Linked DNA regions of Mus musculus: region 2 is linked to region 1. Evidence: chromatin contacts called from public Hi-C data. All regions are on one chromosome and are shown on one strand. The core of a region is the stretch at or near the end of the contact, and the rest is flanking DNA. Distances in the headings are between cores, read along the strand shown. Region 1 holds the start of Rxfp1 (relaxin/insulin-like family peptide receptor 1). Region 2 has its middle 46 kb from the start of Rxfp1.

Region 1 (3,460 bases), core at 640-3,139:
ATAGTGGCCAAAAAGTCACTTTAATTGTCTTTTCTCTCCTGTAGAAGTAATTTATTTCATAGAAAGAGAATTATGACCATGAGTTTTGACTGAGTCTACCAGGTATGAGTTCCCTTCTGTGTAACAGATTTCAAAACAATCAGAGAGTGGGTGATTATTCTCATAAATAGTCTTGCCACCATTGCATCAATGGGCACATCGTGTCTGGCAGGTCAGTATTGCCACAGACAGGGTTCTGGATAAAACTATTTATGCCTTTTCTCCCCCAATAGCCTTCACAGCTGTTGCTGTTATAAGAAATAAATGTTTCTTGGTCAGAAAGATCTGTCTTTCTAGGTACGACAACCAAAGTGTGGGTGTCTTCAAGCAAGAGTCTTACCATCTAGTTACAAGAGCAATGGCAATAACCTATACTTTTTTGAGTGCCTCTGGGTTTTCCTGACCAATAATTTATAGGGAGATAACCTGTGCCTTGGGTAACACAGGTTTTCATTTAAAACTCATGTCCTCTGGGGAAAGCATTTTTATGTCTGTGTGTTTTCTCTGTTTAAACTCCAGGATAGATATATCCTGGAACTCCCTCCCTAGACCAGGCTGGCCTCAAACTCAGAGATCCACATGCCTTTTCCTGCTGAGTGCTGGGCTTAAAGGCATGTGCCACCACTGCCGGGATTTTGGTTATACTTTTAAATTCATTTTCAAACTAATATAGTGGGTTTCTTAAGCGTTCTTCATATACTCTTAATTTGGTTAACACGGCCCTTATCCCTCCGTCCCCTTACCCACTGCTCTCATCCCTGCTTAAGTCTTTGGCTGGTAATATATGCACCCACCCACCCTCCCAATTGTTATATATAACATGTGTTCCAAAATCCACACTTATTATATTTTGTATTGGGGTTCAAGATCATGGGTTCCCAAGCAGCTTCATGCACATTCTACCTTAGCTGACATTTCCTCTCCCCCTCCTTTCTCCATCCCCTTTCAAAGCCTTATGTGACTGTGATGACCATAATTCTATAAATACACTACTAAGTCAAAAATAAGAATTGTATACTCTGGCTAAGGCAAAATGTTGCTCGTAGAAGTGTGGTTTGAATTCATATACTTTCTTCATCCCATGCCAGCCAGATTGAAGCTTGTCACATGAGTGGCTGCCATTTGGTAGTTACCTGCTGTGCACTAGGGCCTGTGCCACACATCCAGTGTGCCCTGTGTGGAGCCCCAGAGCCATCCTGCTGAACAGGAATCTTATTCCTGAAAACCAGGTTCAGATAACAGGTGCCAGCCCCAAAGTGTCAGAATCCCTAAGATTTGGACTCAGGAAGACTTTAGTGTTCAGCCACAGTATATCAAGGTCTCTACTAAAGTAAAATCTAGGAGTATAAAAGGATTTTTTATGTGGTTTTTATGTTTTTTTGTTTGAGCCATATCTAATGCTCAACTTTCCAAACAGATTTAAAATGCCACTGCAATCACACCTTAATCCCTCCTTTATAGCTGTGCCACAAAAGCATTCATAGAGGGGGTAAAATGTTACCATGCTTGGGATTTACCTCAGGTCAAGTTCTTTCTAACATCGTGGTCAATGTCCATATATGTATGTGAAGGCTTTGTCAGAGCATAGAAACAAAATGTTTAGTGTAAACAGAGCCTATGTGCTCTCAGAAACTTTCCTCACCACCTCTCTCTCTCTTTCTCTCTCTCTCTCTCTTTCTCCCTCTCTTCCTTTCTCTCTTTCTCTCTCCCCGTGTGTGTGTGTGTGTGTGTGTGTGTGTGTGTGTGTGTGTAGAAAGATAGAAGGGACTCAAGAGAGGAAAGAGGGAGGGGCAGAGAGGGATAAAGGAAGGGAGGGAATGAGGGAGGGACACAGAGAGAGAGAGAGAGAGAGAGAGAGAGAGAGAGAGAGAGAGAGAGAGAGAGAGCTGCCTTATAGCTGCTAAGACTGCAGACAGAAATAGCACAACCACTGTGAGCTGTGCGCGACTCATCTCATCCAAGACCACGTTTTATCTTTCATTAATCAGTTGCTCAGAAAGAAGGAAATGACATCTGGTCCATTCTTCTTCTGCATCTTCATTATTGGAAAATATTGTGAGTATGTTCGGTGTCTAATTTTATGTGCCTTAGTGCTTTGTGAAATAGTCTCAAGTACAAATGTTCATTCCTTACATTCATGCTTTTAACCTAAAATGCATGCTCTGATAAAAATTGCAAACTCACTTTAGAATCACTCTTCTTAGGATATTTCTGATATTTGTACTGGAATATTTTGTCATAGTCAAAAGTTAAGCAAAACTAACATATTTTATAAGCCTATGCTTTATTACAGACAACTTTTATCACTGATAAAATTTAATATTTAAAGAGAGTCTGTAAGTTCTGTGCAAAGACTATGCCCGTTGCTCTACCCCAGAGTGGTCCTAATATTTGTTTGTTTATTTCGATGTGGTTGAAGCACATTACCATCCTGTGAGGTGCTGTCTGGGTGGACATCCACACAGAGATGTAGCCATGTAACTCTTTTGCCAGGTTTTTGCCTTGTTCCTTGAAAGAAAAGCAAGGGAAAGCATGAAGAAATGTAAAGCACAGGGACTCAAGAAAATAAAAAGTCATTTTACTTTTATTATAATGGCAAATTTCCTTTGTATATTAAGCCATGGTTTTTTTTTAATCTTATTTAAAATTTAAGGGGAAGGGTTGTTATACATTATACATCATTAAATTGTCTCTCTGAGTTAAGAAAACATGTATGCTTGTTATAACAATGAAATAATCCTACCCCAGATCAGAATGAAAGTTTCTAAGTCTCTTTAATACATTAGGATTGCAGGGGAAGGGGGGTTGTGAGTGTCATCAAATTTAAAACACAAGCATGTTTATATTCTCTCTCTCAAATTCTACAAACATGGTGTTTATACTGAGATATTCTACTGAATTTCTCAGGGTCACAGTCCATCTTGAATCTCTTAATTCTGATAGCATCTATTTTGATGATTTTTTTTCTTTTTCCCTCTGACCACAGTACAACTAAATAGTTAAAGATTGAGACAATTTCAAAACTAGAGAAATAACCCAGAATCCCTGAGACTATTCGGCTCCTAATTTTCTATATCTCAATCTTAACTGTGACATTCATACTTTATCTAAAGTAAGAAAATCTCAAACTGCAAATCATAATAAAAGACTGGGTCTTTCTAATTATAATTCAGTATTTAAGGTATCAGGGCTATAAATACACACACACACACACACACACACACACACACGAGCTATACCTGAGCTTTTGACATTTGCAGCAAAAGCTCTTTGAAATTAATGATCAATTTCAACATTTCCTATTCAATCTCAAGGAGGTGCATAGATTGAGAGACCCAAAAGAATATTCTACAACAGATGATCTAGTAGGAAGAACTTAAGATGTATATAAAAAGTGTTCAGAGCAGGATAAGAAGGAATG
Region 2 (3,244 bases), core at 95-2,594, 47 kb before region 1:
AGACTGGAAGAGCAAATTCAAGGCATATATAACTTCCTGAATATATAGCTTCTCAAGTGCTGTTAAAACTCTAAAACCTAAAAGAGATGGGTTATAGCTCAGTGGCAAAGCACTTGCTGGTATGTTTGAAGGTCCGAGTTCGATCAAAGTAGCACAAAAACATTTTTAAAAATCAATCCCCAGAGAGTTTCCTTTGTAGGGCTGCTGGGTGCAGCGACCCAACCAAGTCATCAAAGTCCCACTGACTTCCTTCTCTCTGCTGTCTTCATTTCACGCACTCTCAAGCCCACCCTACCCCATGTGCCCCAGACAACTGTGTAGGATCCAGGAAGCAGGTCTTCCATAGGGCAACAGCCAACAAATGACATGAGCCACCCGGAATATAGCTCCCTTTTAAAATGTAAAACTCCCTGCTCCCTCTGCCCACTTTCCTCAAGTCTCCTTGAGACAACTTGAGTCATGTGACCTACACTAAGCCATCATGTGACCTGCATTAAGCCGACCTCAAAAAAATAAAGCATTTCTGCTGCATATATTTGAGGACAACACCCATCCCGTTTAGAGCGGAGATTGTAAGAAACACTCAATTTACACGGATGATTCTTTCCTTGAGTAATAATAATAATAATAATAATAATAATAATAATAATAATAATAATAATGGTCAACTCAATAAGCAAATGATCATGGCATATGTCCCAAGTGAAAAGCTTGGCACTAAAAGAAGCAAACAATAAAACTCAACACAGTCCTTTCCTCAGGATTCGTCATAGCTAGTGGAGAACAAGACACTGCCCCAAGTATTTGATTTGGACCTGGGACAGGCACTAAGGTGCATCTTTTACATATCAAAGCAGATATGACCTCCAGTTTCTTCCAGCATCCTTCAGTCCCTACCTGGCATACCCTACCCCCAGTCCTGAACTTTCCAGCCCAGTGATTGGGTTGTTCTTCCCCCAGCCTCTCCTCCAGAGTTTTGGTGGCCCTCCCCATCTTCCTCCCCCTTCTCCCTTTCTGTCTCCCCACCCCCCCCCCCAACACACACACCTGCCCATCTCCTCTCTCTCTGCACTCTTTCTTTTTCTTCCCCCTCTCCCATCTTTCTCTCTTACCCTGGCAACTTCCCTGGCCTCCTTCCTTGGAGCCAGTGAACTCACCAGCCCCTACCCCGCCCCCAGCAGCTTCCCAGTAAACCCGCATTTAGCATTTTCTAATCTGGCTTGAACTGGCTCATTTCAACAGCAGAGAAATAACAACAAGCTGCGTGAACGTGACTTAGCGGCCACCTTGGGCACTGACGCGGAGAGATTCACCTCGGTTGTAACACATTTCAGCCCTTCCCTCACAGGGCTGCCGCACTTTACAGCCACCGTGTGGCTCAGACACATCCCCAAGCCCAGCTCGGTCTTACTGGGGGCAACCTGCACTTTGAGAATGTTCCCAAATGGTTCTGGAACCTCTTGTCTATTTCTGGAAAATGACAAATGACCAGACTTGTTTTTTAAAAGTGACTCTTCTCTGGAAATAGAAGCTTCGGGTTTTGCTGCCAACTCCAGACAGATAATTTACAAGCCCGCGCTCTAAAAGAATCAGAAGCAAGCAAAAAGGCACAGAAGTCTCTGCGGGCTGGACTTGAAGGACCTGCTTACACAGGGCAGTTCTGGTCCCCCCACCCCACCCTCCATTCCAAGTCTGTGCCACAAGCTACATACTTTAGGGTACTTTAAGTGTCCTCGTTCTGAATCTACAGCTGGATCAAAGAGTGTCTTATGACCGTCCTGTGTCATAGTTCTTTCCCAACACTCTTAGGAAGATCAAACACTGATGATAAATTTCAGTGGATACTGCCATAAAAATCACTTTATTTCCATCTCTGGTTAAATCAAAGCAGGGTCACTGAGCAGGTGGTGTCTAGCCTTGTCATCTCTCTGCTGACACTAACCAGGAGGAGATAAAGGGCGCCTGGGAACTCTTGAGCCAAAGATGAAAGCGCTGTGTGCTCCTCCGCCAGCTGTTGTGTACCCTGGATCTCCTACCTCACTCCTCTCGCTGCAGACTGGCAAGAGCTGGCTGTAGCCACTGTTCTCCCCTCCCCCACCTCTGAAAACACTCAGGACCAAAAAAAAAAAAATCTTAAGCTACTCATTATTGTTTAATTTGAATAATTGGTTTTTATTGTGATTTTAAAATGTAAAAAAATTATAAAACGTAAAAGTAAAAAAAAAGTAAAAAAAAAAATACTCAGAAACTCCTTGATGTATATTTCCAGAACTTTCTGTGCATCAAAACAGAGCTACAATACACATATCGTTTTAATCAAAAGACCATGTTACAGTTCCACACACTAGATATATTTCATTCAGTATCATTTTCCATGGCTACATGATATTACATTATTTAGCTACATATTAATTTAACAAATTGACGTTATCTTCTTAGCTATAGATATATTATGTCCATTGTTCTTGTTAAAGCAACATTTTAAAGAATGTCTTCTATTTGTTAACATTTTTACTTTTTAAGGAAATGTACTTTAAAATGCCATATCCCTATACGTTTTTCTAAAAAGTACATTTTCTAAAATAAAAAAAAAAGACAATCAGACAAGCTTATGTCACTTGTCATATTAAATATAATATAAATGTCACCTGGGCCTTGGGATGTAGCTATATTTCATGATTGTAGTTCTTTGGGTGTTGTTGTTGTTGTCATTGCTGTCGTTGTTACGACAGAGTCTCTCTATATAGCCCTGGCTCTCCTAAAAGTCACTCTGTAGACCAGGTTGGCCTTGAACGTACAGAAATTGGCTTGCTTCTACCTGTTGAGTGCTGGGATTTAAGACATGCATGGCCACGCCTGGCTGATTGATAGTTTATAAGTGACATATTTCCAACAGCTCATTGAGACTGGTTTTAAGTGGGCTTATACACGTGTGCTTAGAAAAGCGTTAAACTGTCAAACAAGAACAGAAAATATAAAGCAACAGCAAAGGGAAGCAGCCGGGCGCTGGCCTTGCTATCACAAAAGCCAGAGAAGAAGTGTTGGAGGAGGAGATTCATGTGGCCTGACATTTTCTTTGGGTCCTGGGGATTCAGAAGGGAATCTTGGGTACCTGTGTGTGAAGACACTGAGAAATCTGTTCATCCACATTTTTTTTTCTTTCTAAAGCTAAGGGTGTGTGATATTAAGTATATTTTAAGTAAAAAAAAAAAAAAAAAAAAAAAAAAAGCCTTTGTAGAAAAAC

What was found. A called contact is a pair of places that touch in the nucleus more often than the background predicts.
Region 2: a contact with region 1 is called in a Hi-C map of uterus, with 1.7 times the contacts expected there. The contact joins the enhancer-like site here to the promoter of Rxfp1 in region 1. A contact is called at or near these places in 5 of 39 promoter capture datasets (the 3T3-L1 cell line, cranial neural crest, embryonic stem cells and 2 more), 8 of 484 Hi-C or Micro-C datasets (liver, nephron progenitors and uterus), 1 of 115 datasets of contacts at active chromatin or transcription factors (embryonic stem cells) and 2 of 9 other capture datasets (adipose tissue and liver).

Annotation. Positions count from the first base shown.
Region 1 is chr3:79,736,380-79,739,839 of GRCm38.p6, reverse strand. Rxfp1 (relaxin/insulin-like family peptide receptor 1) reads left to right here and starts at 1,889. Exons shown (of 18, transcript NM_212452.2): 1 at 1,889-2,094. The coding sequence starts at 2,046.
Region 2 is chr3:79,782,576-79,785,819 of GRCm38.p6, reverse strand. No RefSeq gene overlaps it. Among named protein-coding and RNA genes, the nearest start is that of Rxfp1, 46 kb to the right of the region's middle. Within about 2 kb of position 1,344, at least 22 of the 459 cell types and tissues checked have an H3K27ac peak or open chromatin away from gene starts, as enhancers often do. A contact at or near this core is called in uterus, where this site is marked.